7 separate regions of the Mus musculus genome follow, and all the other regions are linked to region 3. Evidence: chromatin contacts called from public ChIA-PET, HiChIP or PLAC-seq, capture Hi-C and promoter capture Hi-C data. All regions are on one chromosome and are shown on one strand. The core of a region is the stretch at or near the end of the contact, and the rest is flanking DNA. Distances in the headings are between cores, read along the strand shown.

What was found. Promoter capture Hi-C pulls out the DNA fragments that hold promoters and counts their contacts. ChIA-PET counts read pairs in DNA pulled down with a chosen protein or histone mark. HiChIP or PLAC-seq counts read pairs in DNA pulled down with a chosen protein or histone mark. Capture Hi-C pulls out chosen DNA fragments and counts their contacts.
Region 1: a contact with region 3 is called in an H3K27ac HiChIP or PLAC-seq map of large pre-B cells, with 4 times the contacts expected there. The contact joins the promoter of Cd320 here to the promoter of Cyp4f13 in region 3. A contact is called at or near these places in 3 of 115 datasets of contacts at active chromatin or transcription factors (large pre-B cells, pancreatic cancer cells and stem cell-derived neural progenitor cells).
Region 2: a capture Hi-C map of macrophages shows a contact between it and region 3, with 3 times the contacts expected there. The contact joins the promoter of Adamts10 here to the promoter of Cyp4f13 in region 3. A contact is called at or near these places in 4 of 39 promoter capture datasets (the 3T3-L1 cell line, 3T3-L1-derived adipocytes, frontonasal cranial neural crest and 1 more), 1 of 484 Hi-C or Micro-C datasets (CD4 T cells), 6 of 115 datasets of contacts at active chromatin or transcription factors (the 230-238 cell line, astrocytes, embryonic midbrain and 3 more) and 2 of 9 other capture datasets (adipose tissue and macrophages).
Region 4: a contact with region 3 is called in a promoter capture Hi-C map of embryonic stem cells, with 2.3 times the contacts expected there. The contact joins the promoter of Kank3 here to the promoter of Cyp4f13 in region 3. A contact is called at or near these places in 1 of 39 promoter capture datasets (embryonic stem cells), 1 of 484 Hi-C or Micro-C datasets (the G1E-ER4 cell line) and 3 of 115 datasets of contacts at active chromatin or transcription factors (embryonic forebrain, embryonic stem cells and pancreatic cancer cells).
Region 5: an H3K27ac HiChIP or PLAC-seq map of bone marrow-derived dendritic cells shows a contact between it and region 3, with 5 times the contacts expected there. The contact joins the promoter of Myo1f here to the promoter of Cyp4f13 in region 3. A contact is called at or near these places in 1 of 39 promoter capture datasets (embryonic stem cells), 1 of 484 Hi-C or Micro-C datasets (double positive thymocytes) and 4 of 115 datasets of contacts at active chromatin or transcription factors (T-cell acute lymphoblastic leukemia, astrocytes, bone marrow-derived dendritic cells and 1 more).
Region 6: a contact with region 3 is called in an RNA polymerase II ChIA-PET map of memory CD8 T cells, with 7 read pairs. The contact joins the promoter of Akap8 here to the promoter of Cyp4f13 in region 3. A contact is called at or near these places in 1 of 39 promoter capture datasets (embryonic stem cells), 2 of 115 datasets of contacts at active chromatin or transcription factors (memory CD8 T cells and pancreatic cancer cells) and 1 of 9 other capture datasets (adipose tissue).
Region 7: a contact with region 3 is called in a promoter capture Hi-C map of embryonic stem cells. The contact joins the promoter of Angptl4 here to the promoter of Cyp4f13 in region 3. A contact is called at or near these places in 2 of 39 promoter capture datasets (embryonic stem cells and liver), 3 of 115 datasets of contacts at active chromatin or transcription factors (astrocytes, embryonic forebrain and pancreatic cancer cells) and 1 of 9 other capture datasets (liver).

The regions. Positions count from the first base shown.
Region 1 is chr17:33,841,767-33,845,299 of GRCm38.p6, reverse strand. Cd320 (CD320 antigen) reads right to left here and starts at 2,209. Exons shown (of 5, transcript NM_019421.3): 1 at 2,009-2,209. The coding sequence starts at 2,129.
Region 2 is chr17:33,522,808-33,526,148 of GRCm38.p6, reverse strand. Adamts10 (a disintegrin-like and metallopeptidase (reprolysin type) with thrombospondin type 1 motif, 10) reads right to left here and starts at 2,064. Exons shown (of 25, transcript NM_172619.4): 1 at 1,891-2,064.
Region 3 is chr17:32,945,408-32,949,029 of GRCm38.p6, reverse strand. It overlaps Cyp4f13 (cytochrome P450, family 4, subfamily f, polypeptide 13), which reads left to right and starts at 1,669. Exons shown (of 13, transcript NM_130882.1): 1 at 1,669-1,717; 2 at 2,027-2,225. The coding sequence starts at 2,028.
Region 4 is chr17:33,808,313-33,812,084 of GRCm38.p6, reverse strand. It overlaps Kank3 (KN motif and ankyrin repeat domains 3), which reads right to left and starts at 1,562. Exons shown (of 11, transcript NM_030697.3): 1 at 1,520-1,562.
Region 5 is chr17:33,553,339-33,556,976 of GRCm38.p6, reverse strand. Myo1f (myosin IF) reads right to left here and starts at 1,270. Exons shown (of 28, transcript NM_053214.2): 1 at 1,121-1,270. The coding sequence starts at 1,123. Adamts10 (a disintegrin-like and metallopeptidase (reprolysin type) with thrombospondin type 1 motif, 10) reads right to left here. Exons shown (of 25, transcript NM_172619.4): 25 at 3,195-3,638.
Region 6 is chr17:32,319,903-32,323,627 of GRCm38.p6, reverse strand. It overlaps Akap8 (A kinase (PRKA) anchor protein 8), which reads left to right and starts at 2,390. Exons shown (of 14, transcript NM_019774.5): 1 at 2,390-2,543. The coding sequence starts at 2,525. It overlaps Akap8l (A kinase (PRKA) anchor protein 8-like), which reads left to right. Exons shown (of 14, transcript NM_017476.2): 13 at 1,637-1,732; 14 at 1,843-2,204. The coding sequence ends at 2,136.
Region 7 is chr17:33,779,893-33,783,805 of GRCm38.p6, reverse strand. Angptl4 (angiopoietin-like 4) reads left to right here and starts at 2,231. Exons shown (of 7, transcript NM_020581.2): 1 at 2,231-2,743; 2 at 2,913-3,023; 3 at 3,159-3,276. The coding sequence starts at 2,414.

The DNA of each region.
Region 1 (3,533 bases), core at 960-3,459, 900 kb before region 3:
TTATCTACTCTGATCACCCACTATCCCACGGGACCCAGGTCCTCTCACATCCAAGGCTAAATCCTTCCCTTCTCCATCAAACCCCTCTATCCTGGCCTCCTCCTCGTAGTTTATCTAAGAGACTTGACTCGCTTTCATCACAGGGCCTTTGCACGTGCCTTCCACAACCCAAGGGCCCTTCTTCCACTCTGTATTCAGAGGAAGAGGAGTCTAGACCGTTTTGCACATCAAGCAAACATTCTACCATTGAGCTATATACCCCAGCCACAGCCCACCTTGTCCTTCCACTCTATAGGTGTGATTCTTCTTCAGCTTTCAGATCTTAGTTTATATCTTGGGCAGTGTCTCATGTTCCCCAGGAAGCTCTGCCTCCCACAAACAACAGTCCCTAACTAGTAACATCCATATTCCTATTGACTGAACACTCTCAGTGAAAGTCAGGGACGTGGCCTCATGGCCATGTCTAGTGCCTGACAGTGTGTGAACAAGTCATGTGAGGGTCCACATTGACCCAGATAAAACCTAAGCCTTTCCAGGGAAGCCGGGGCTGTTTGCTGATCAAGAGGGGCAGGCAGTGAAGAGACCTGGTACTTGGGCCAGCAGGAAGGAATGAACAAAGACAGGAGGGAGCCTTTAGAGCTTCCTACCTCACACACAGAGCCAGAGCCTCCAAGACCCCTCCCTCCCTCTCCTTGTAGTCAAACGCAATTATACCTGCATACCACACAGTTCAGAAGCTCCAGAGAGCTGAAGAACTGAATACAAGCCCTGGCCACCACCCCTTCCTGCCCAGCATAGCCTCCTCTCCATGCCTAACAACTCACAGTCCTGCCAACTCAGACCTTCTCTTCCTGACTCTGTATTTTCTTGGAATGGGCCCAGAGCAGAGCAGACCCTATACCTCTTGGGGGCAATTAATCAGACAGGAGTCAGGATGACCCATGATTCCTCCTCCCAGTCTATGTCCTCATCTGTAAAAGAGGAATACTAAGGCCAGACTTAATGTTGCTCAATAGTAAGTCCAGCTCCTGGGATGCTGGAACAAGAAGACTGCTTGGAGCTACAAAACAGCCGAAAGTGGGAGGAGGGGTAGTTTATGGGTACAGATCCATAAACAGCCAAATACAATGGTCCATACCTAATAATCCCTGTGCTGGGGAGCCTAAGGCACAAGTTGAAAACAGCAGTCCAGCCTGTGTTATATAGTAAGTCCCTGTCTCAAAAAAAGGGGAACTAGTGCCTGCCTTTAATCCCAGTACTTGGGAGGTGGATCTCTAGGAGTTCAAGCCCAGCCTAGTCTATATAGCAAGTTGCAGACAGCCAGAGCTATAAAGTGAGACCCTGTTTGGAAAAAAAAAAAAAAAATCAAAACATAATAAAAACCTAAAAACAGAAACAAAAACAAACAAACCAAAAAAACCTTGAAACAGTTAAGACCTATTCTCATACAGAGTGGATGGTCAGTAGTGGCCAGTGGTCACAATCGGGCCTCCTCGTCCTGCCCGGGACAGGTTCCTGGCCAAGATTGGGGTTCACAGGGGAAATACACTCCAGGGCTCTTCCTTCCATTCTCTGAGGCAGGAATACAAGGAAAAACTGAAGCTCTGGGTGCTGAAAGAACAGCCACAGAACTGCAGCCTCAGGGCTGAAGGTTTCGGGAAGGCATACCTGCTGCAAGAAGGTACCGGGTGACCAGCCCTGCGTGGTGAGAGGTCAAAATCAGAAACAAAAGCCTTCCAGCCCACATTGAGCTGAAGGACGGCTTGGAGGTGACTTAGGGACAGCGCAGGAATAAGGGAGGAAGCTGAGCAGAACACAGGAGAAGGCACCCATGTGGCGGTCCCCTCTGCACGCACAGAGGGCCGATTCTCTCCACTCTACCCACGCTAAAGCCAAACACGCGTGCTGGGGGAGTGTCAACGACCGATGGGCGGCGCAGCCAATAGTGAGGCGATGCCAGCGCGTGGAGGCGGGATCAAAAGCGGTGTAGAAACGGGGGTTCACTCACCGGAGACTTGGACCCGGGTATGGGCCGGAGCCGGAGCGGCCTCTAGGCCTGTTCTGAGACCAAAGAGGAGCCGCAGCACCAGGCCCAGGGCCACTGCCCGCCCAGCTCCGCCCCGCGCCATCCAACAGCTAGCCGAACTGCTCCGCTCCAGCCGCAGCCGCTCAGTCAGAAGGACGCGCTGATTCTCGCGCACGCGCACACAAAGGCAGGGGGGAGTGGCGCAAGCAAGCCTGCGACCGTAAGTACCCGAATACAAGGGTACTTTGATTTTAGGGCTCCTCCTGGCTTCTTCCTAGCAGTAAAACCTAATGTGTTTGGTGACCTAGGCCTGTAACTCCCAGATATTCTACAGGCTGAGGAAGAACAAAGCCAACCTAGGCTATTAAAGGAGACCCTACCTCAGAATAAAAAACAGGAATTCGGGGAGTAGTTCAGTAGTAGAGCACTTGCCTAGTAGTATTCAGGAGGCTCTAGGTTTAATCCCCAGTTCCATGAAAATAACCACATTAACTTGAAATAATAAACTTCTGCTGAACAGTGGTGGTGTACGCCTTAAATCCCAGCACTTGGGAGGCAAAGACAGGCAGATTTCTGAGTTCCAGGCCAGCCTGGTCTACCGAGTAAGTTCCAGGACACCGGGGGCTACAAAGAGAAACCCTGTCTCAAAAAACCAAAAATAAAAATAAACCTTCTAGGGATATAAATGAACTTAGCAATTTTGACCTAAACTTCACATGTAGCCTACTGCAAATATCACTGCCCAATGGTCCCAATGAATATGGCAGCCACACCCTGTGAACACTCCCCAGCAGGTCCCTCCTTTGTGCCACCTAAGGATTTTACTTATTTTAGCTTTATTGTCTTGATTGCCCCCTAGAATGCCAGCTGCAGGCGAACCAGGATGTTGGTTTCCTTTGATGAATGGCGAAAATAGTGAGGGAATGATGGAATGATCAAATGAGTGAACAGTTACTGGCTTCGAACCTGGACTGACCATCTCCTTGGTTCCCATCCCAACCTCATTAACTTCTAGTTCTCACACACTTGAGAAACATTTATTCTAACATGGGCCTGGTAGATTGATACTACAATTGTATTAATTGTAATTGATACAGATTGGCAGCCTTGGGTTTTCTCATCCCACTTCCACAGTTGAATGCATTGAGTCAGCTTATCCAATGTGGCTAGTGATGTTGTGGTTTCTGCTGGTCTGAGGTAACCCAAGCTGGCCTGAAACTAGTGATCCTCTCTCTTGCTTTGGCCTCCGAAGTATTGGGGATATAGTCATGTACCAGCTTAGTGTTTTATTCTTCACATTACGTTTTCCATAGCTCTACCTTAAGATTCCACGACACTGGCCGGGCGTGGAGGCGCATGCCTTTAATCCCAGCACTCGGGAGGCAGAGGCAGGTGGATTTCTGAGTTCAAGGCCAGCCTGGTCTACAAAGTGAGTTCCAGGACAGCAGGGCTACACAGAGAAACCCTGTCTCGAAAAACCAAAAAGAAAAAAAAAAAAAAAAAAAAA
Region 2 (3,341 bases), core at 815-3,314, 580 kb before region 3:
AACTCATACCAACACATACATGTACACATTAATATAAGCAAATATATATTTAAATATATTTAAAATTTAAAAAGACTGATAATGACTCCCTCTAGCCTTAAATATCCCATTTTCACTCAAGGTAGCAGGGTCTCGATGCAATGGCAGGAGACCCAGCCTCCCAACCTCTGACCTTTCATTCTAATCCTACCAGGCAGGAGTAGAACCTGATTCTGGTGCTTAGCTCCTCCCACCCCACCCCCCACCCCCAAGTCAAGCCATCACAATCTTCTATTCTTGAGTTCCCCCTCCCAATAACTAACTGCACAGGCTACCTAGTGGTTCTGGCTCAGATGGGGTAAAACTGGAGGCAGGGTAAAAGGATTCTACTGGGTGAGTGACTGATGGGGTGGCCACACCTGCCCACAGGGTAACAGCTACTGGTAGGAATGATACCAAGATGGGGCTACAGGAGAGACCACAAACAAGTCAGTAGGTCTGGGGCAGACAAAGCCAATCTGAGGATGAGTTACAATTGAGAGGAGTCGCATGTTTGGCTGGGCACAAGATGACACTATGGGTGTGTATATGTATCTGTCTGTCTCTGTCTCTCCTGTGTGTGTGTGTGTGTGTGTGTGTGTGTGTGTGTGTGTGTGTGTGTGTGTGTGTACCTAGGCTTGGCCCCTGTCCCCCAGGCCCCTCCTCTGGCAGGCTGCAGGGAGGCCACTAGCCTGGGGGAAGGGCACAAGTGCTGGAAGAGGGAAAAGCCTCCCGGGAATGTGTGTGGCTCCATCACATCCTGGGGATCCTATAGGGACCAGCACTCCACACCTAGACTTTTGTAGGCTGTGCGGGAAACCCAGCTAAAGAGGTGGAGGCTTCTCAGTGGAGGACAGAGCTTCTTTGGCCAGGCATAGGCAGCCATCAGCCTGAGGCAGCAGGCTTCCTCCAGGCGCTGCACATCTGGCCTGGCTGCTGTGAGCACACAGACAAAAGGACCAGCCAGAGGGGAGGCCTAAGGGGAGGGGCTGCACAGGTCACCACTCCCATTACCACCAACCAGCTGTTAATTAAAGTGTGTCTCCCCCTGGTAGGGAGGCTCCTTGCTTCAGAGTTCTGTGGCATAGATGACCATCTGAGGGGAAGTAGCAGCCCCAGCTCCACTCTCACAGGCAGACACACAAACAAACACAATCACACTCTATAGGGCAACCCACACTTGAATAGCAGGAAGGCCTGGTTCACTAAACCCAAACACACACAACTACATACCTCCACACCTATGTATACAGAAACACATATTTCCACATGGACACCCAGACAGCCCATAAACCCAGACAAACAGGCCTATGTGCACAGTTACACAGTCCAAGACAAGCCACAAGCCTAGCAGCCTATACACGCTCATTTAACACAGAAAGTTAACACACACACATGCACAAGTTTACACATTCATAGCAGGGGGAACTAAGAAATTCTACAAACTCAGACACATATGCATGCAGGCATTTCCACTAATAACACTCCTGAGAAACGCAAATATTCAGAGACAGACACACTTGGCATTTACATGCACGAGAGGCATTTTTCTTACCCTCACTTAGGCAAACACTCAACACACCTCAACAGTCTGCCCACACAGTCGCTCCCAGATGCTGAAAGCCATAAGGTCATACAATCCGCAGAAGCACAACCATTTGGATACGTGGCTGACCTCGACCCCCGCCCCAAACCTGAGCCAACCCAAACAGGCAGTCTGTATCTGCAACACTTAGGGACATTCGGCACCAACACAGCACTCGCACAACGGGATCCGTCCAGCACATCTTGTCCCCGAGACACACAAAGTCACTTATAATCACTGCATTCCGGTGACTGCGCCGCCCAACTGGGTCCCCAGATCGCCAGTACCTGCGTGCCTGGAGCCTTCGGTCCGCTGTAGACGCACAGACTCACCGCCCGGCGCACAGGAAGGGAGGGAGCAAGCGCCCGGTGGCGTGGCCGGGGGAGGGGGCGCGGGAAGGCACTCACTTCCTGAGCAGCCTGCCAGGGTTATTAAAAAAAAAGAAAAACCAAAAAAAAAAACCCAAACCCCGCCCGCCGCTGCTGCTGCTTCCGCCGCCGCCGCCGCCCAGGGCCTCAGGCTGGACCCAAGCCAAGGACCCCGGAGCCCGGATTACCCCGCCTCGCGAAGGGCGCCCGTGTGGGTGGAGATGCTGAGGAGGAATTTGGGATGGGAGTTGGAGAAGGTTGGGGGGGGGGGTACGGGAGAGGGGAGGCTGGGGGCGGAGATAGAAGAAGGCAGGGGGTGTGAAGGGACAGAGGTGGAGAGTGGGGGAGGAGTGGACGCACACAGTAGGGGGATGGGGGGGAGGACGGAAAGGAGGGGTTAGGCGGGAAATTGTGAGGGAGGAAAGTTTGAATAGAAAGAGGTGGAGGAGATGGGGGTCCTGGAGAAAGGGGCAAAATTGAGTTGGGGGCTAGCGAGGGGGTTGAGACAAGGGGAGAGCCCAGTGCCTTGCCTCCGTTAGCCGAGTCAACAACAGCTGTTATTTATTGAGGGCTGGTCCTTGCTCAAGCAAACATTTATTGGGCGCCTCTCCGTGTGCCAGGCATGGTGCCCGAGGCTGAGTGAATAAATCTGAGTTGGGTCCCAGCCTTCACAAAGCTCCGGTCCGGGGGCTTTGATCTGCTTTGGCTCTGCTTTTGAGTTCACTTGCTTTAACTCTCTAGCAGTGAAGAGGACCTAGTCAGTTCCATTTTACAGATGTGAAAACTAAGTCCAGCCAGGGGGGCGTCATGATCATCTTTGGGACACAGTGTTTAAATCTACGAGGAGTTTGTACATGCAGGAGATGACCAGTGCAGTGGAGCAAAGCTGGGATTCCAACCAGCTTCAATCCAGGCCTGATTGTGGGAGTGTTCTACACCATTACCCCTGGTCTCAGAATTCCAAGATTGGCCCCCACAGTGGGCTTTGGCCTTGGCCTTGACCGACTCTGATTCTAGGTTTTCTTATCCTTAGAAATGGGGTAATGACAGCCTTTGTAGGGAGCAGGGGAGGAAGAGGGGTGGTTGTGGGAGGGAGCAGGAGAGTTTCAACCACAAACATTCCCTCTGTTCTGAGTTCAGCTAGGGATACAGGTAGTTCTCTGTCTCTACGTTGAACTTAGTCTTGAACTTGGAAATGGCATGTTAAGGGCTCATGCACTGTACGAAAAATTCCTATGGTGCCCGAACCCTCCTGCCCGGACCCAACTTCTCTGGACACCCTGCCAGACCAGAGGGGCTGTTAACTTTTACATACTGCAATCCCTAGAACCCATACCCACCCCTGGCCTCCACTAACCGAACTGCCCCTT
Region 3 (3,622 bases), core at 420-2,919:
CTCCTATCTCCATCTCCTACGTGCTGGGATTGTAGTCATGCACCACTGCCTTAGGGCTTCTATTGCTGCTCCAAAGCACAGTAATCAATAGTGCCACAGGGAGGGAAGGCTTAATGTCAGTTTATAGCTCAGTTCACACTCCATCACTGAGGAAAGTCAGGACAGGAGCTCAAGGCAGGAACTGAAGAGAGGCCACGGAGGCGTGCTGCTCACTAGCTTCCTCAGTCTGCTTTCATGTACACTTGAGGACTCACCTGCCCAGGGATGGCACCAGGCACAGTGGGCTGGGCCCTTCCACATCAGCCATTAATCAAGAAAATGCTCTATGGACTTCCCTACAGGTATCCTGATGGAAACACTTTCTCGGTCGAGATATCTCTTTCCCAGAAAGGCCAACATGGTACATACTCACTTCTAAGAGGATATTAGCTGCAAAGGATAACTGCGCTACAGTCCACACCCAGAGATGCTAAAGATGGCTCAAAGTGGTACAGATGGGTCTCTCTGGGAAGGAGAAATAAAATAGATTCCAAGGGTGGACTGGGACAGATAGAACAGGAAGGAATAGGTGGGGGTGGGAGAAAATACTGGGAGAACTGGGAGATGGGGGTAGGGCATTTTTGGGGTGAGGAGAAATGACTAGAATGGGAGGCACTTTGGGGGTGAGGTAGAAACCTAGTACAATGGAAACTTCCAGGAGGCCAACCCTACTGAAAACTCCTAGCATAAAACTCCTAGCCTGAACCAGCCCATTTTCAATAACCGGGCAAGGCTTCCAGTTCATTGCTTAGGATACCAAGCCAGCCACAAAACCCTCAGTCCACAATTTGTCTTACCTGCAAGATGTGTTGGGCTAGGTGGCACAGAAGGAACTCGGGGAAGTTGCCAATTTATTACTGGTCCAACTTCAGATCCACACCATGAGAGGAAACCCATGCCTGGCACTGCTGGAGGGTCAGGAGACAGAGGCTGGATAGTCCAGCCACCTAGGATAGAACAAAACATGACCAGCAAAATAAAATAAAATAGAAGTTTCCTGACCCCCAATATTTAACGCATATCTATGACATCAGCCCACGCCCAGATCTGACCTTCAGCCTGTGTCCCCTCTGCTCACGGCCCCTTTTAGCTGTTCCCTCAGATCTCTGAGCTTCAGCCTCACATGAGCTTAACCTACACTCTCTGACCCAGTGGGTTCCAGCAGGGTTGCAATTATTGGTCCACCTAGAACCTAGGGTTCAAGAAGGAAGAAATCGATCTCTGCCAGGCTGTGCAGCTGTTGGGCGTGGGGAGAGGAGAGGAAATGCATTTCAGAGCCTCACAGTTCTGCATGCTGTTACCCAGACAACTATGCAGAGGAGCTAGAGAGATTTATCTGCCACCCCTTAGCCCTTGGAGGGCAGGTGCACTCCTAAACTTGGAATCTCCTTTGTAACTCCTTTGTCTCTGGTTCAGGCAGAAAGGTTAAACGCTGAGGATGCCCCACCTAAGCCTATGACTCTCAGTCTAGTTCCATCCCTTTAAGGTTGGACCCGCCCCCACTGGCCTTGGCTGCCTGCCCAGGCTTGGAGGTTGGGCTGAGGGTTGGAGGGATTGGTTGGTTCAGCCCAGCTGAACTTCCCATACAGCTTCCGGGACAAAATGTTTTCAGAGAAGACAGGAAGTTGTGGAAGATTCGCTGCTCGTGAGAGAAGGTGCCGGGGTGGAAGGCAACAAGGCGAGTTCTGGCTCAGAACAGGGAGAGCTCTGCCCACAGCTGGAATGGCTGTAGGGAGCTGACCTTGGAGACTTTTGGTCTCCTGGAAATTGCGCCCGTAGTTTATTCTTCAGGCTGAGGCCCTCTAGAATGCTAACAGTCCTGCCTGTTGTGTTCTTCCTCTTCTCTCTCAATGTTCATTCTTCTTCCTGCGCTGCCCCCAAGTCCTCCCAGTCTATATCGCTAGCTATATTCCTATCTAGTAAACGGGCCTGTCCCCACCCTTCTCCGGAGCCTCAGAATTTCACCTTCTGCCTATTTGCCCTGCAGGATGCTACAGCTATGTCTGTCCTGGCTGGGAATGGGGTCCCTGACTGCCTCTCCGTGGCATCTACTGCTGCTGGGAGGGGCATCTTGGATTCTAGCCCGAATTCTGGCCTGGATCTATGCCTTCTATGACAACTGCAGTCGCCTTCGTTGCTTCCCTCAGCCCCCTAAACCGAGCTGGTTCTGGGGTCACTTGGCCTTGGTGAGTGTGGCAGTAGGTAGGTCTCTGGGTAGATGTGTTTCCAACGTGTTTGGAAAGATACTGTGGCACTTGGGTCAGGAGAGGTTTGGAACACAGGACAGTAGAGAAGTGAGGGGAGACATAGGGAGACCTCTCCGCCCCAGCAGCCAGTCCACTCTTGCCTTGCCTCTCCAGGATCCGAGCCTTTCTCCTTTCCTCCCTTCCTTGCTCCCAGCCTGCTTTAGGTCACATTATGATCAAAACTCATGATCTGAGGTCTCTTCCCCTCGTTAATGCAAAACTGCTCCCAGGATGGGCAGCACAGAGCAGGGACAGCCCCAGTCCACTCAGTTTCCACCGAAGAGTTTGAGGCTTCAGTGCATCATGCCAAGATCTGGCCCCTGCCTAGTCCATCCTTGTCCTTGGGCTAGTGTCTGTACCCGATGGGCAGAGAGAGATGTGAGTAGTATCTCTTCCCTTAAACTCCTCGGGGCCTGATGCTTTCTTATCTTGCTCTTCACTCTCAAGAACCATCAGTGGACTCTATTTTCCAATTTGAGCAGTAGTTGAGCTTTTTGGTTTTGTTTATGGTACTGAGTTGAAGCAAGCTCTTGGCCGCTGGGCTGCATCCCAGTCTGACTGTTCTTTTTCACCAGGGACCCTTCTGGCCTCTCCAGTTGTGGTTACACTTCCACTGGCCTCATTCCTAGTGCCCCTTGCTCCATGCTGCACTGGTTCCCTACTGCCAGAGTCACACTTAACATTTCAGTGTCACCTAAAAGGGTTTCACCTCCAATACCATCGATTCAAACGCTGCTTTCTCCCATAGCCCCTTTTCCTCCCAAAATCTGTATTCACGTTTGTCATTCCAAGTCCTCTCAGGACCCCTTTCCTCTCTACATCACAGTCCTGCTGCTTCCTGCCAACCTTCCTGATCAGGTAGAGCTCTGTAGAACAAACCAATAATATGTGCACACATGTGCGACACACACACACACACAATTTGTTAGAGTGGCTTACAATCAACAGGGCCTGAATAGTTCAACAGTGGCTATCTGTGCCCTGGAGAGAGCACAGTAGTTACCCAGGCTATGAGACTGGATGCCTCAGCAAGCCCGGTTGGATGCTCAAAGGACTGGAAGTTCCACAGAAAATTCTGATCCCCAGGTCACAATGGAAGGCCAAAGAAGCAGAAATTAATGTCATTAAAGATGGGCTGAATAATTCATTCAGGATGCAGAGGCAGGTGGCTCTCTGAGTTCAAGGTCAGCCTGGTCTGTAGAGTGAATTTCAGGACAGTCAGGTTACATCTCAGAGACTCTGTCCACCCCCCAAAAAATTAGATAGATGCAGTTATGTGCAAGAAACAAAAGGCCAGAGGGGCCAGCAACACTTTTTTTTTCCTCAAACTTTTTTGT
Region 4 (3,772 bases), core at 313-2,812, 860 kb before region 3:
CCCTTTTTAATTTTTTTTTTTTACATTTTATTTATTTTATGTAGGAGGTGGAAGGGTGGGTGGGTGCAAGGATGCCATGGGGTGAGAGTGGAGGGCAGAGGGCAGCTCTATAGAGTCAGTTCTCTCCTTACACGAGTAAATCCCAGGGATGCAACAAGGATGTCATTCCCTGATCAAGTACCTTTACTGGCCAATCCATCTCACTGACCCCTTTACTCAATTGTTTAAACAGGCGTTGAACTCACTCTGCAGCTCTCAGGCAGGCCTTCAACTTTCTTTTCTTTTTTTTTTTTTTTTCTTCGAGACAGCGTTTCTCTTTATAGCCCTGGCTGTCCTGGAACTCACTTTGTAGACCAGGCTGCCCTCGAACTCAGAAATCTGCCTGCCTCTGCCTGTGCTGGGATTAAAGGCATGCGCCACCACGCCCGGCGCCTTCAACTTTTAATCATCCTACCTGGACCTCTCAGGTAACTAGGATAATAGGCGCTTTTGGAAAGATTCCCTTTTGCTCCCCTAGAAACTGCAGGGAACCCAGGCCACATATCACCCTCCCAGCTCACAGCTGTCAGTTCCAGCCTTGGGAGTAAGGAGTGTGGTGGGGCAAGCCAACATTAGACTGCTACACAAGCCAATGCCTCCCGGAGTAGGGCGTGTAGCTGCCCTCATATCTCCCACACTGCCTGGCTATCAAAGTTAAATCCGGATCCCCTGCCTGAGACCCCCTCATTAGGCTGTCAGAGCTGAAGCCACACGCCCCCACACCCAGCCCTGGGACTATTTCGGGACACAGAGCTGCGATCAGTCTAGAGAGCTGTGATCAGGAGAGCTGTCATCAGGAAACCTGAAGGACAGGACACAGAGCATGCATACCCGAGGTCCTGAAGAAGTTATGTCTTACTGATAAGGCTCTAGGTGGGAGCCCTTCATGTTGGGATAGGATTCTCAAACGCAGGATGGGGGAAAGAGCTAGATGATGGCAGGACAAGGGGTCCTTGAATCATCACACACACACACACACACACACACCTCCCCAAACATACAGAACCAAGTCCGCTTAGAAAAGACAGGGCAGTTTCCTACAGGAAAAACCGCTGGGCGGTTCCATCCGCTGCTATTGTCAGTAGGTCCGGGGAGTGGGGGACATCCGTTCCTCCCTCCAACACCGTTTCCGTACCATCCGCCCACTCCACCCCACTGCAAGAAACCCATTCCCAGGTCTTCAAGCCAACTCTGGGGAAGGGTCCCCTAAGGCATCTAGGAGACTAAAATGCGCACAAGTTCCTCTGGTTAGGTCCTGGATGGCCATGTGGTGGCGATCTGCCTAATAATCTAGGGTCCCCCCTCTCCGGTCGGCTTTAAACCACCTGAGGCTCCCAATGTCCAAATGGTCACCATTACAGGACACGGCGCCCACCCCGTTGCAACGCACAGAACCCATAGAAGGGGGCTAAAAGCATCACACCCCTCCCGGACACTTGGGTCCACTGTTCCCCTCCAGGACTCGCGTGGTTGACTTTACCTGAATGAGAAGCCCCGGCAGCGCCCGCACCGCACCCGAGCCCGCCCCCTCGAAGCTCCGCACGGGTTATCAAGGCTTTCACCCCTAACTGACGGCTTTTTCAGCCAACCAGAGCACGAATCTAACCGAACTATCCAATTGTAAGACAGAGTGAGCCATCTGGGCGGGGGCAGGGTGGGGACCCGCCTGAGGGCGGGCCTACAGTAGAATCTGAGAAGATCAGAGCAGGGCAGTGGGATGCTGCTCAGCCAGCTACCTCTAAATCCTGCCTGGTTCAGGAGTAAGAAAAGAGGTTTCATTCACAGGACAGTAGGGAGCTACAGGAAAAATCTAAGCAAACTATTCTAATGGGATTTATATAACGAGTTTAATTCCTACTGTCTTGTTGAAGTCGTAAGAGCCTGGATCTTGTCCACCGCAGGAACTTTGCATATATTGTGCCACTTTAAGAAATATTATCTGGGGGCTGGTGAGATGGCTCAGTGGGTAAGAGCACCCGACTGCTCTTCCGAAGGTCCGGAGTTCAAATCCCAGCAACCACATGGTGGCTCACAACCATCTGTAACAAGATCTGATGCCCTCTTCTGGAGTGTCTGAAGACAGCTACAGTGTACTTACATATAATAAATAAATAAATCTTTAAAAAAAAAAAAAAAAAAAAAGAAATATTATCTATATGTGATACTTTCCTATATTTCTAAGTGTTCAATCTATGTGCCCCTGAAATCTATGTGCCACAAGAAAACAAAACAAAAAACAAACAGAATCCTTAGCACAGCCTTTCCCTAGTCATTATCATTGCCATAGCAATGGTTTATTAACTAAATAGCAATTTTCATTAGTAGAAAGGCAAGGTTACTATCATCACCCCTACTAGACATTTTAGGATCAGGAAACTTTTTATCCACTGCCTCAGGCATACACTAGTTACTTAATAAATGTCTGCTCTACTGGAGATATCTAACTCAATGGTACAGAACTTGTCTAGCGCACCTATCACAATAGATAGGTAGGAAGACAGACAGACAGAGACAGATAGACAGATGAAAATAATGTAAATATAATAGACACATACAGGTGTACTTATAAACATACTGAGATTATAGATCAAAAAATTGTCACAGAAATAAATTAAAATTACATTTGTGAAGGTCAGTGAGATGACTTAGCATGTAAAGGTTCTTGCTGCCAAACTTGACGATCTGTGTTTCATCCCTAGGACCATGTAATGCAAAGAAAGACCCAACTCCTACAAGTTGTCTTCAGATCTCCATAGTGTGCTATATACATCAACCTATGCACATACATACCATATATCAATAAAACTTTTTAGCTGGGCAGTGGTGGTGCACACCTTTAATCCCAGCACTTGGGAGGCAGAGACAGGCAGATTTCTGAGTTTGAGACCAGCCTGGACCACAGAGTGAGTTCCAGGACAGCCAGTGCTATACAGAGAAACCCTGTCTAGAAGAAAGAAAAAAAAAAAGTTTTAAAAGTACATTTAACAACAACAACAACAGAAAAAGCAGAGGCAGGTGGATTTCTGAGTTCCAGGACAGCCTGAGCTATACAGAGAAACTCTGTCTAGAAGAAAGAAAAAAAAAAAAGTTTTAAAAGTACATTTAACAACAACAACAAAAAAAGCAGAGGCAGGTGGATTTCTGAGTTCGAGGCCAGCCTGGTCTACAGAGTGAGTTCCAGGACAACCAGGGCTACACAGAGAAACCCTGTCTCGAAAAAAAAAAAAAAAAAAAAGTACATTTAAACATTTAACTTTAACCCATTTGGAGTTATGATCTGATCAAAAGCTACTACAATTTGCTTGTTTGTTTTTTCCTCCTAACATAACTAGCTGATTTTGTGTCAGGCAAGGGAATCACTGAGATCTCTGCGCCTTGTTCAAGCCAAGGTTCTGTGAAGGAGTAATGAGTACTCTGAAAAAGAGATGCAAGACCCTCATCTGTACTGAATGGAGAATTTAGGGTTTAGGGGAAACGTTGTGGAAGGCAGCTTTCAAGGTGACACTTAAAAGGAGGATACTCCAGGCAAAGATAAGAAGTATAAAACTCCCTCACTGGGACCTTGAACTAGATATGTCAGCAAGAAATAAGTTGGCGGGATACCAGGGAGGTTTGTTTGTTCCCAGTTTTGGGCAAGGGGTTGGGTTTTTAGTTTGTTTTAGTTTTTGTGGGAACTAAAAGGGGTAGGTGAAGCGGGGAAGGGAGGATAGCCCACGTCCGGCCAGAGTTCCTC
Region 5 (3,638 bases), core at 21-2,520, 610 kb before region 3:
TTGTATGTGCCATGATGCTGCTAAGTCTAGACCCATGCATGGTGCTGATCATTCTCCAGCCTTCTCATCATCAACAGACTTCAACTTGAACTTGTAGTGACATCTCTGTCTGCAGCGTCTCCACTGCCATCCTTGGGTAGTAGGGAGAACGGTCTCTCCTTTGTATACCTTTCCTCTATCCTTTCTCCACCTAGTCCTCCATCTCCTCCTCTTTTTTTCTTCCTTCCTTCCTTCCTTCCTTCCTTCCTTCCTTCCTTCCTTCCTTCCTTCCTTTCTTTCTTTCATTAGGTATTTTCTTTATTTACATTTCAAATGTTATCCCCTTTCTTGGTTTCCCCTATGAAAACCCCCATCCCCTCCCTCTCCTCTTCTTTCTATTCCTTATCTCCATTCCTATTTTTCCTTTTCTTCTCCTAGCTCTCTCTTCCCCCTCCTTTTCATCCTTTGCTATCTTCTGCCGCACACCCACATCTCCAACTCCTCCTTAGTAAAATTAACTGGTCCTGGAAGTTAAATGAGGATGATGATGACTTATTTTCAGTGCTAGAGATGATACCCAGGATCTTGAGCACACTAGCCAAGCACCCGCACTGAGCTATCATCTGCCCCTGTGATTGTTATAGTCAAACCACCTAGGATCACTTGCACTGTTATCCCACCCCATGAGAGTGGCCAAACCTACAGATCCCTCTGATGAATGTTCCCAAGAAAAGCCCTACACCCCTCAAACACTCCTTTCTCCAGACCAACTTCTAAATAAGAGTTCTAGAAACAGAGGCTAAGAGAGGGAAGAGCTTGTTTCAAACTGCAGGGGAAGACTAGTTCTGAGATGAGTTGATAACCTAGTTCTCTAAGCCCCTGAAAAGGGACATGTTCTCTTCCTGACGACTGTGTAATTCCTTCAGGGACACTTTCTTTCCTATTTATGTTGCAGTATTGGTCCTCATACCCAGCCTGGCAGATGCAGATTGGAGCTTGATTCTTGGTGAGGGACATGGGGTGCTCTGTGCTGTCCTATGGAACTCTGTCTCTGAAGGCTCTGTGGTTCTCATAACCATTGCCCCAAGTTTTGAGGGTGCTACCAGGTTACCACTCCCAGATCCCACCTTGAACAACTTACCATGGTGAGGGATGGTATGTAGGCTCCTGTGGGTAATGACAGGGGTGCAGGCTCAGAGGGTTCTAGGGGGTGGCTCTGGCATGGCTCTCCTCCTTCACAGGCTCTTGGCCCTAGTTCCTCTTGTAACAGCCCCTCTTTTACTTCCTTTGCGGGAGGGCTCATGACCACAGGGGAGGGAAGCTGAGGGCGGGGACAGTGCTCTGAGCTCTAGCAGCAATGACAGGGCTGAGGGAACCGTTTGGAGCTTACCCTGAAGGGATAGGTCAAAGTTGGCGGGCAGTCACTGCCAGACTAGAGAAAGTCCTTTATCCATCATCTACCTCAAGAAAAGAGTTACAGCAAAAAGCACCCAAATCAGCTGACTGCAGGACTGGCCGCTTAGTTCTCTTCAGAATCAGGGGAAGGAAGTACCATTTCAGATGTGTGTCTGCTCAGAGTTCCCATGGAAACCCTTTATGGTCCTCCCTGTAGACTGTTCCTCCAAAGCCAGGTCTGTTAGTAAGGGAAGTTTAACTGGAGTAGAAGACACCACAAGACTTATTTCCCTTTAATGTCTGTATTTCTCTTTGTGTGCGTTTCTATATGGGTGCATATGAATGTGTGGAGGGAGGTCAGAAGACAACCTTAGGTGAGTGCCAGTTCTCACCCTTCTCCTTGAAATAGGCATCACTGTTGTTTTCCTACTGTGGAAATCAGGCTAGTCTGCAAGCTTCCTGGATTCTCTTGTCTCCACCTCCTATCTCCATGTCTCAGATATTTGTTACCTTTATCTGGCTTTATGTGGGGTCTGGGGATTCAAACTCATGCCCTGATGCTTGTTGTGAAAAGTGAGCTATTGGCCTTGAGAGAGAGAGAGAGAGAGAGAGAGAGAGAGAGAGAGAGAGAGAGAGAGAGAGAAAGAGAAAGAGAGAGACACAGAGAGAAACAGAGACAGAGACAGAGAGACAGAGACAGAGACCGAGACCTTTGGAACCCAGGAGGCACTGGATCTCTGGGAGTTTACATCTGTTAACCACCTGATATGGGTGCTTGGAATTGAACTGTGGTCCTCTGAAATTACAGGAAGTAATCTTCTATCCAGTTGAGCCTTCTATCCAGCAAGCACCTCCCACTGTCACTCCACCCCAAATCTGGATATTGTTGTGGTTTTTGTTTTTGAGATAGGGTTTCCACTGTATAATTTTGACTTGTCTGGAGTTTGTAAGTAGCAAATTTGGTCTCAAACTCAGAGATCCTCCTGCCTCTGGATTGTGGGGCCCAAAGATGTACACACCATTCCTGGCCCAATCTGGGTTTTCACACTTACAGCCTTGCTGTTTTCCTGACTTGGCTCTATCAGCAGCAGCCAGCACATGTAGGGCCTACCATACGTTAGCTCAGTACTTGGTCTTTGGAAGACCAGATCACAAATGAGTCTTCTGTTGACATGGAGGAAATGACAGTTCCTAGAAGTTGTCACCTCCTCATGTTACCCACTGGGGAGGTGGCTAAGACCAAACCAGACTGGTGAGAGCCTAACAGGGACCTGTGTTCTAATCCATCTTTGGTCCATGCCACAGAGACTGGGAATGTCTCTGTGTCCTGTGCTCTCTTTCCATAGGTGAGAAGTCTATATTCTTCTCCAATATCCAGGGCCAATAGCACAACTCCACATGTGGAAGGGTGGGAGAGGATCATATTTAGTTGAGAGTACAAAAGGACTGGACACTTGTTAGACTCGGTAAGAAACTGCTTTCGTCTTAAAGTGATAGGTTTTTATCTGTAGTGGCCAAAGTCCTTTCTCCCCCCAAGGAAATGTGGACTACTTCCCCCGTGTCTTAAAGAAAGCCTCTAGTTGTTCATTCATTTATGTGTGTACTGTGCGGGCACACATGCCACAGTAAGCTTGTGGAAGGCTGAGTACAACCTATAGGAGTTGGTTCTCTCCTTCCACCATGTGGTTCCCATGAGTTAAATTTAGGCTTGGCAGCAAGTGTCTTTACCCACTGAGACATCTTGCTAACCCTGGCTGTGGTTCCGTTTGATCCTTGGGGACATCCTGGATGGAATGCCTATACAGAGACACACACCCGGTCAGGAGCAGAAATCTACACAAGACAGAACTTTATTAATGTAAGGCTTCTTGGTGAGGAGTGTGTGGGCCCCAGGGCAGGGCTTGTAGCACCATGATGGGGAACGGCCTGGATGTTGAACTCCCCCCTGGGGCAGGCAGGGCAGAGGTTGGGGTGGATCTTCCCCTTCGTCAGTCTGGGGGAGGGCTACAGGGAGGTGGTATCAAGCCTACCCCCCCCATAGCAGATATAAATCCCCCCAGCTCAGAGTGTAGGGATAGAACAGTGCAGGGGGCAGGGCACCAGCACACCCCTCCCCACCCCCACTCTTCACAGTACATATTCCGATCAAAGGGTGGGAGGGGTGCTAGGGACTTAAATATGTGTGCAACAAGGAGTCCTCTCTCTTCACTATCAACTGGGCAAGATACAGCAGAGGGTCCCTGGGTAGCCAGCTCTTCTCCACC
Region 6 (3,725 bases), core at 1,141-3,640, 630 kb after region 3:
CCTGATCCGCGGAGCCGGTCTATTTCTAGTTCTTAAACTTTGGGATAGGAGCCCGGGGGTGGTGGCGCACGCCTTTAATCCCAGCACTTGGGAGTCAGAGGCAGGCGGATTTCTGAGTTCAAGGCCAGCCTGTGAGTTCCAGGACAGCCAAGGCTACACAGAGAAACCCTGTCTCGAAAGAAGAAAAACAAACAAAAAAACTAAAAAAAAAAACTTTGGGATAGGAATTACTGAGGCAAATTTGTATTTCTTGTGTATTCCATCAAATAGCTTTTCAAGTCTATAACCAGTTGCTCCACCAGTAGAGAAGTGTCTCTTTTCAGTTTTACCATTATTTCTTCATATCCAAATCCTGTGAGTTAAAATGATGCACAATATTTAAATATAGTTTCATCTATATTCTCATTTTGTTTTGGCAGTCTTATGTAGTCCAAGCTGTCCTGGAATTCACTCTATAGGTCAGAGTGGCCTTGAATTTGCAGCAGTCCTCTCTTCCTCTTAAGTGATGGGCTTACAGGTGTGCATTGCTAGGGCTGTTTTTATACCCTCTTTACTGGTTCTAAACAATTTGCTCCTAGGTGACTGCATGTGTATGTCTGTGTATCTGTGGGAGGGCGGGAGGTAGCATGTGTGTAGAAGTCAGAGGACAACTTGCAGGAGTTGGTTCTCTCCTTTATTGTATGTGACCTTAGAATTGGGTTCAATTTGCCAAGCTGTGCTTTTACCCAGAGTCATCTTGCCAGACCCTTTATTGTTTTTACATTTTACTTTTTTTGTTGTCACTGGAATTGAGGGGAGGGGGGTGGCAGTGAAGGTTTTTCTGTGTCCTGGAACTTGCTCTGAGACCAGGCTGGCTTTGAACTCAGGAAGATCTGCCCTCCTACCTCAGCCGCCCAAGTGCTGGGATTAACGATATGGGCCACCAAGCCCAGCCCTACGTTTTACTTTTAATAAGTTTTATTACATCTGGTGTGTGTGTATATATATGGGGATTGAACCTAACTAAGGCTTTAAGAATACTAAGAAAGCACTCTATCATCAAATTATTATATTATCTCCAGCTGGCCCCCTCCCCCTTTTTACGTTTTATTTTTTTATTTTTTATTTTCTTGTATGTTTTGCCTGCACATATGCTCACTATTCACATGCCTGGTGCCTGTGGTAACCAGAAGAGGGCTTCATATTCCTGGGAACTAGATTAGAGATTGTTGTCAGCCACCTTGTAGGTGGCAGAAAATGAACCTGAGTCTTTGAAATACTAACAAGTCCTTTACGCTGAGCCATCTCTCTAGCTCCCAGCCGTCTTTTATTTTCTGAGACATAGTCAAACCATGTAAACCGTTAAACTCTGTAGTCCAGGTAGGCCTTCCACTTTAATGTCCTGGAGTTACATGGCCTGTGCCACTAAGTCCAGTACTTACTATAGTTTCTATGTAAGCAGATCAGGTTTCAAACAGCAAATAAGGTGTGGGTGATCAGATCGAATCCTAGTTCCTTGCATGCCTGTCCAGACTGACTGGAATTACGCCCAAGGTCACTTACAGACACTAGGACTAGTTATTGGTGAATCTGAACCTCAGCTGGGTTTGTTGGATTCCTAGAGCAGCCTCACCAGCCCTGTCTGCCCTGCCCATAGCTTATGATGGAGCAGTCCAAGAAGTCCTCGCTTATGGTGGCCCGCAGTATTCTCAACAACAAGCTCATTAGCAAGAAGCTGGAGCGATATCTGAAGGTGAGGCAAAGGCGAAAGCACTGTCCTAGTCCTGACCTTTGTGTGAGCCTGGTCCCCATTCTATCCCAGTGATTCCTACCTCCCATTAAAGTCTCTATCCATCTCTACAGGGCGAGAATCCTTTCACTGACAACCCAGAGGAGGAAAAGGAACAAGACGAGGTGGAGGCTGGCGCTCTGGATGAAGGGGCACCAAGCGAAGCGACAGAGCTCACAGAGGGCGTGCCGGCACAGCCCCCCGTGCCCCTGGAGCCCGCCCCAGGGACTACAACACCGCCACCTCCGCCACCACCAGAAGAGGAGGAGAGCCCTGTACCCTTGCTGGGCGGAGCGCTGCAGTGTCAGATCCGCGGGATCCCGGGCCTCGACATGGAAGACGACGAGGAGGGCGGTGGGGGTCCATAACCCTTACCCGGCAGGGCTCCCGTGGCCGAGGCTGGAAGTCCAGCCTAATAAAGTGCTTTCCCATCTGAGGTCTTCGTTTGTGCTGTGGTGAGGGCGGGCCCCTAGAAGTGCGCCTGCGCGCGGGTAAACGCGCTAGAACCGCTCACGCGTGCGCGGACCTGGACGCTCTTGCGCACTAGCTTACCCTTGAGGCACAACTCCCGAGATGCTGTAGATTTGCAACCCGGAAGGCTGGGCGGATCGGCGGGGGCGGGCCCATTTGAGCAACCAATGGTAGCGCCCAGAAAGAGACGTACGCTCTTCGTCTTCCAGTAGCAGACAGCACGTTGAACGCATGCGTTCTGAGCGAATCTAAGACAAGGATCTGCTGGCGGGTCGCGTCGCAGACATGGAGCAAGGCTACGGAGGTTAGTGTGGGCTCTTCTTCACCACGGGAGACCCTGGCGCATGTGGTATTCGGGCTTAGCCTGCAGCCGGAACGCACTTGCCGCAGCCCGGTTCTGTGTGGAGTTGTCCCGGACGCGCGCGCTTCCCTTATTGGGCCTCTGCGCAATCGTTCCCGAAGCGCCGCGCGTGGATTGGCCGGTAGGACTCGGGGCGGGGGGTGCGGATGAGGCGCGAAGGCCGACGCTGTGGCCGGTTTCTGGATGCGTTCTGGACCGCTTTCACTGTGCAAGCCGAGTGGCTCTCATCGCTGCGGGACCCCAGGACCCGAGCGGTCTCAGTCCCGCCTTCTCTTCCGAAGACGCCACAAAATGGCGGCTCCAGGGGCGGGGCTAAAGCGAACGCTGAGGAAGCGGGGGGTGGAGGGGGTTGAGGTCCGGCTGGGTTGCGGCGGCCGTAGCGAGGAGAGAGTCTCAGCTCATCCTCCGCAGGTCGTCCTTGAGAGCTCGTGTCCCCGGGCTCGCTTTTCTGAAGGCTTACGGGCAGCGCGCGATCGGCCCAGCTGTGCACTGCGGCTACACCCGGTGCAGCTTTTTGGGAAAACCTGGCTGGGTCTCTGCAGTGTACGCGGCGTGAGGTGCTCGTGGGAGGTGTGCTGCCTGAGGGGCTGGGATTCTGGACTGTAACATTACGGGGGTCTGCGGAAGCGGGAACGTTGCCTTTCCTAACCTAAATGTCAGCAACTTTTCGTAATTAGGCGTCGGTTCTCGAGCTATCTGCTTTTAATCTCCTGGGAGGCCTTGACTCTGTACGGAGATTTACCCGCAGGAGATAGTTGGAACATGTGGAATGGGGTTGGAAGTGGGCACAGGGAGTGGTTAGTGGCTTCTGGCGGCTAAGGAAGGGATCTTGAGAGGCAGCAGAGTAACAAGATCCCTAGAATTGGACTTGCCAGAGAGGCCTGAGGTGTGATGAACACGTGTGCTTGGGTATCAGCCTAGTGCTCTTTGCCTTTGGGATCCTAGATCTATGTCTTCCATTCTTAGCCTTTCCACCAGATAGATACCTGTCACAACCCTGCTATACTTCTTTGGTCTAGGGAACTTCATGGTGACTCCCACTTTCTACCAGCCAATAATTTTACAGATACAGTTAGGGTATTTGCAGCCTTCCTGGTTTTTTTGTTTTTTTAACTAAGAATTTTT
Region 7 (3,913 bases), core at 982-3,481, 830 kb before region 3:
CCATCTTGGTGGTTTTTCTCTGGAGGCAAGAAGACTTGGACAAGGAGATGGCACATGGACTAGCATGGAATGGCTATGAGCTGTGCCCAAAGGCTGATGTTTGGAGAGAACAGATGGTGGATGTATGAATTCATCCCTTGTTGAGGGTTTTCTGCCTACTCTTCCTGTCTGCCTGTCACTGCTGCTGGGATCAGCCTGGCAAAAGGCCCAGCTGGTCAAGTGTACAAGCAGTGGCCTGCATGTCAGCCTTGAGGCATGCAGTTTCAGATTCCAGAGGTTTGCTGCTGGCTCCCAGCCCTGCTGACTCAACTTGGGGGTTTTTCAGTCAATTTGCCCTAAGGGTCTTCTTGTCAGACAGGTTTTCTGTGCCAGGCTTCAGGGGAACTGTCAGAAAAAGGAACACCAATGCAAACTTGTTGAATAAAAACTTAACCAGGCAGCATAAACAAGGAAAGCTGTCTGCCCCACCCCAGTCCTCTTTTGTCTCTGCCTTGTCCCTCTCCCCTGCTCAAAGGTAGGATTTATACACAAACTAAAAAACTCAGTACAGGATCTAGGCTGTATGGAATGAGTGAATGAATGGATGGGTGTGGAAGGGAAATCTTTGCTGATGTTCTCTAGATTGTTTGCTTTTTAAATTTTTTTTAAAAAAGATGTATTTATTTTATTTATATGAGTACATTGTAGCTGTCTTCAGACACACCGGAAGAGGGTATCAGATCCTATTACAGATGGTTGTAAGCCACCATGTGGTTGCTGGGAATTAACTCAGGACCTTTGGAAGAGCAGTCAGTACTCTTAACTGCTGAACCATCTCTCCAGCCTGCTTTTTAAATGTTTAAATGACTGTTTTAAATTGTGTGCATGTGTGTGAGTGCCTGAGGAGGTCAAAGTCACCATAGCTCCTGGAGCTGGAATTATAGGTGACTGTGAGCTGTTGGACTTAGATCCCCTGCAAAAGATGTAAATGCTCTTAACTGGTAAGATAGATTTCCAGTTCCTCCTGGCTTTTTTAGTTGTTGTTGTTGTTGTTTTGTGACAAGGTCTTCTTCCTGGATGGCCTGGAACTTCACTATGTAGACCAGGCTGACCTCAAACTCACAGAGCTTCCTCCAATTGCTTCTTGCTCTGCAGTGCTGGGAGTTAAAGTATGCATAACTATGAATTGTTTTTGTTTTGTTTTGAAACAAGGTCTTGCTGTTTCAGCGTTGACTGGTCTGTAACTTACTATGTAGAGCAGGCTAGCTTGTAGCTTGTACTATTCCCCTGTGTCCTGCGTGATGGGTTTACAGGTGCGTGCCACCAGTTTTGTTGTTGCTGTTGTTGTTTGGAGACCTGGCTCAGAGTAGCCCAGGCTCTCTTAAACTCACTTGTGTAGCTCAAGATGAATTCCACACTCTTCTGCTCCATGCCCCAAGAGCTGGGATGACAGGTCTGTCCTCAGACACTGATCCTCCTTTAACGCAGGTAAATTCCTGGACACCAAGACCCCTGGTGGTGGAGGACAGGCAACAGGAGGAAGCCTAGGGTTGCAATCTCTACAATGTAGACAGAAATCCCAGCTATTGACTATTTGGCCAGGAAGAGGTGACTAATTGAACAAGGGTGTTAGTGATCCTCACAAACACATCTGCAATGACGAATGCTTGAGCTGGAAAGAGCGTGGGAGCCAGAAAGGTGGTGGAAGTGAGAGTGGGGGCAGGGGTTCCGCCTGGTCTGTGGATTAAAGATCTCAGGAAGCCTCTAAGAGGCAGAGAGCAAGGTTCTGTAATCCCCCACTTGCCATCTGAACTCAGCCTACCAGGGAGAGAACTTTCTGCCACGTAACTCTGCCCTACTTTGCTTTTGACTTGAGAAGGGGTCAGTCAAGAAGGCATCCACGTAGCGGGAAGGGGAAAAAAAAAAAAGAAGGCATCTACGTCCTGATTTGTACGCCCTTTCCTCCATTGAACCGGGCTGGGATGCGGGCTAGGGCTGGGAATTTCCGGCCTTAGGATGAACCATGCAGTGCACAGACAGTCACGTCGCTTATTAGGTCGCAAGGAAGGCGAAGCAGCCATCCCCAAGAACTCTTCATACACACACACACACACACACACACACACACACACACACACGCCACACACACACACTCGTAACTACAAAGCCTGTGGCATTGCACCCTAAAACTTGGCCACTCGCTCCGCCCCCGGGCCCCGCCTCCAATGCTCTCCCTCCCACTCCCACACCCGCTTTATAAAGTGGGGCTTTAGGTGCAACCGTGAAACGCTTATGAGCTACGGGCTCCAGATCTTCTTCTGCACCAGAGCAAGTCTAAGTCTGAGCCGGCTCCCCCAGAACTCCAGCTGCTGGGTCTTGAACTCCTGCGTTCCGGAGTCCTAGCGTTGCTGCACCCAAGGCCACCCCCAGAATCATGCGCTGCGCTCCGACAGCAGGCGCTGCCCTGGTGCTATGCGCGGCTACTGCGGGGCTTTTGAGCGCGCAAGGGCGCCCTGCACAGCCAGAGCCACCGCGCTTTGCATCCTGGGACGAGATGAACTTGCTGGCTCACGGGCTGCTACAGCTCGGCCATGGGCTGCGCGAACACGTGGAGCGCACCCGTGGGCAGCTGGGCGCGCTGGAGCGCCGCATGGCTGCCTGTGGTAACGCTTGTCAGGGGCCCAAGGGAAAAGATGCACCCTTCAAAGACTCCGAGGATAGAGTCCCTGAAGGCCAGACTCCTGAGACTCTGCAGAGTTTGCAGGTAGGCGCATCTACTAGGACTCTGACTCTACTTAGACTAACGAGTCTAGTACTCCAGGACCTGGGTGGAGAAGGGCCTCAGAGCAGACTGTGAAAGGGTAGAAGGGAGGGTGAATAAGAGGAGGTTGCCGACATAAAGCCAGGTCTTCACTAGCCTTGCATATCTTCAGACTCAGCTCAAGGCTCAAAACAGCAAGATCCAGCAATTGTTCCAGAAGGTGGCCCAGCAGCAGAGATACCTATCAAAGCAGAATCTGAGAATACAGAATCTTCAGAGCCAGGTAATTACCCCAGCAATTGGCCCAAATGGGAAAGAGGAAACAAAGTGGGGGTGAAATGTAGTGATGAAATGTGGCTAAGCAGTTGTTATGGCATGAGTCAAAAGATCTAACCACCCGTTTCCTGCCCGGTCTTAGATAGACCTCTTGGCCCCCACGCACCTAGACAATGGAGTAGACAAGACTTCGAGGGGAAAGAGGCTTCCCAAGATGACCCAGCTCATTGGCTTGACTCCCAACGCCACCCACTTACACAGTGAGTATCTCTGGTCTTTGCTGTCATCTGGCAACTCCCCAACCACCCCACTTGCCATTCCAATCCTTAGCCTTCTTGTCAGGTCCACCTTAATAGGAAAGAAAGAGATTCTGGCCTTGGGTTCCTGTGGGCTCACTAGGCTCTCATCAAGGGTATTTTTATATATTGCACCCTCTTCACTTATGATCCTGCTTGGCCAGACCACCCCACCATTCTTTCCCAGCAAGAATCTTCCCAAAATCTTATTAGCCGTTAACCAGAACAAGTAGAGGAAGGCAGATCATAAGGAGCTAAAGTTTCAGGGGTTCTGGGAGATGGTGGTGTAGCTCAGGGACATCATGCAAAGGAATCCAGGGCTGTGTGTGGATGTGTGTGCGTTCCCGAGGTTTGGAACCCTCCAACATCTCTTGATGTAACTATAAAAGGGAAAACCAGAGTAAGCACACCCCCACCCCGGCTCCTAGACTAGACACATCCTCTTACATCTTACAGATACAGATCCTTTGTCCTGTATGCTTCCATCCAGTCACATACACATATATACATAACAGTTTCGATCACAATTTCTAGGTCTTAGATTGTGGATGTCCATGCCCAATACTTTGTTTCAAATTGAAGTGTGTGTGGAGCTACGCAG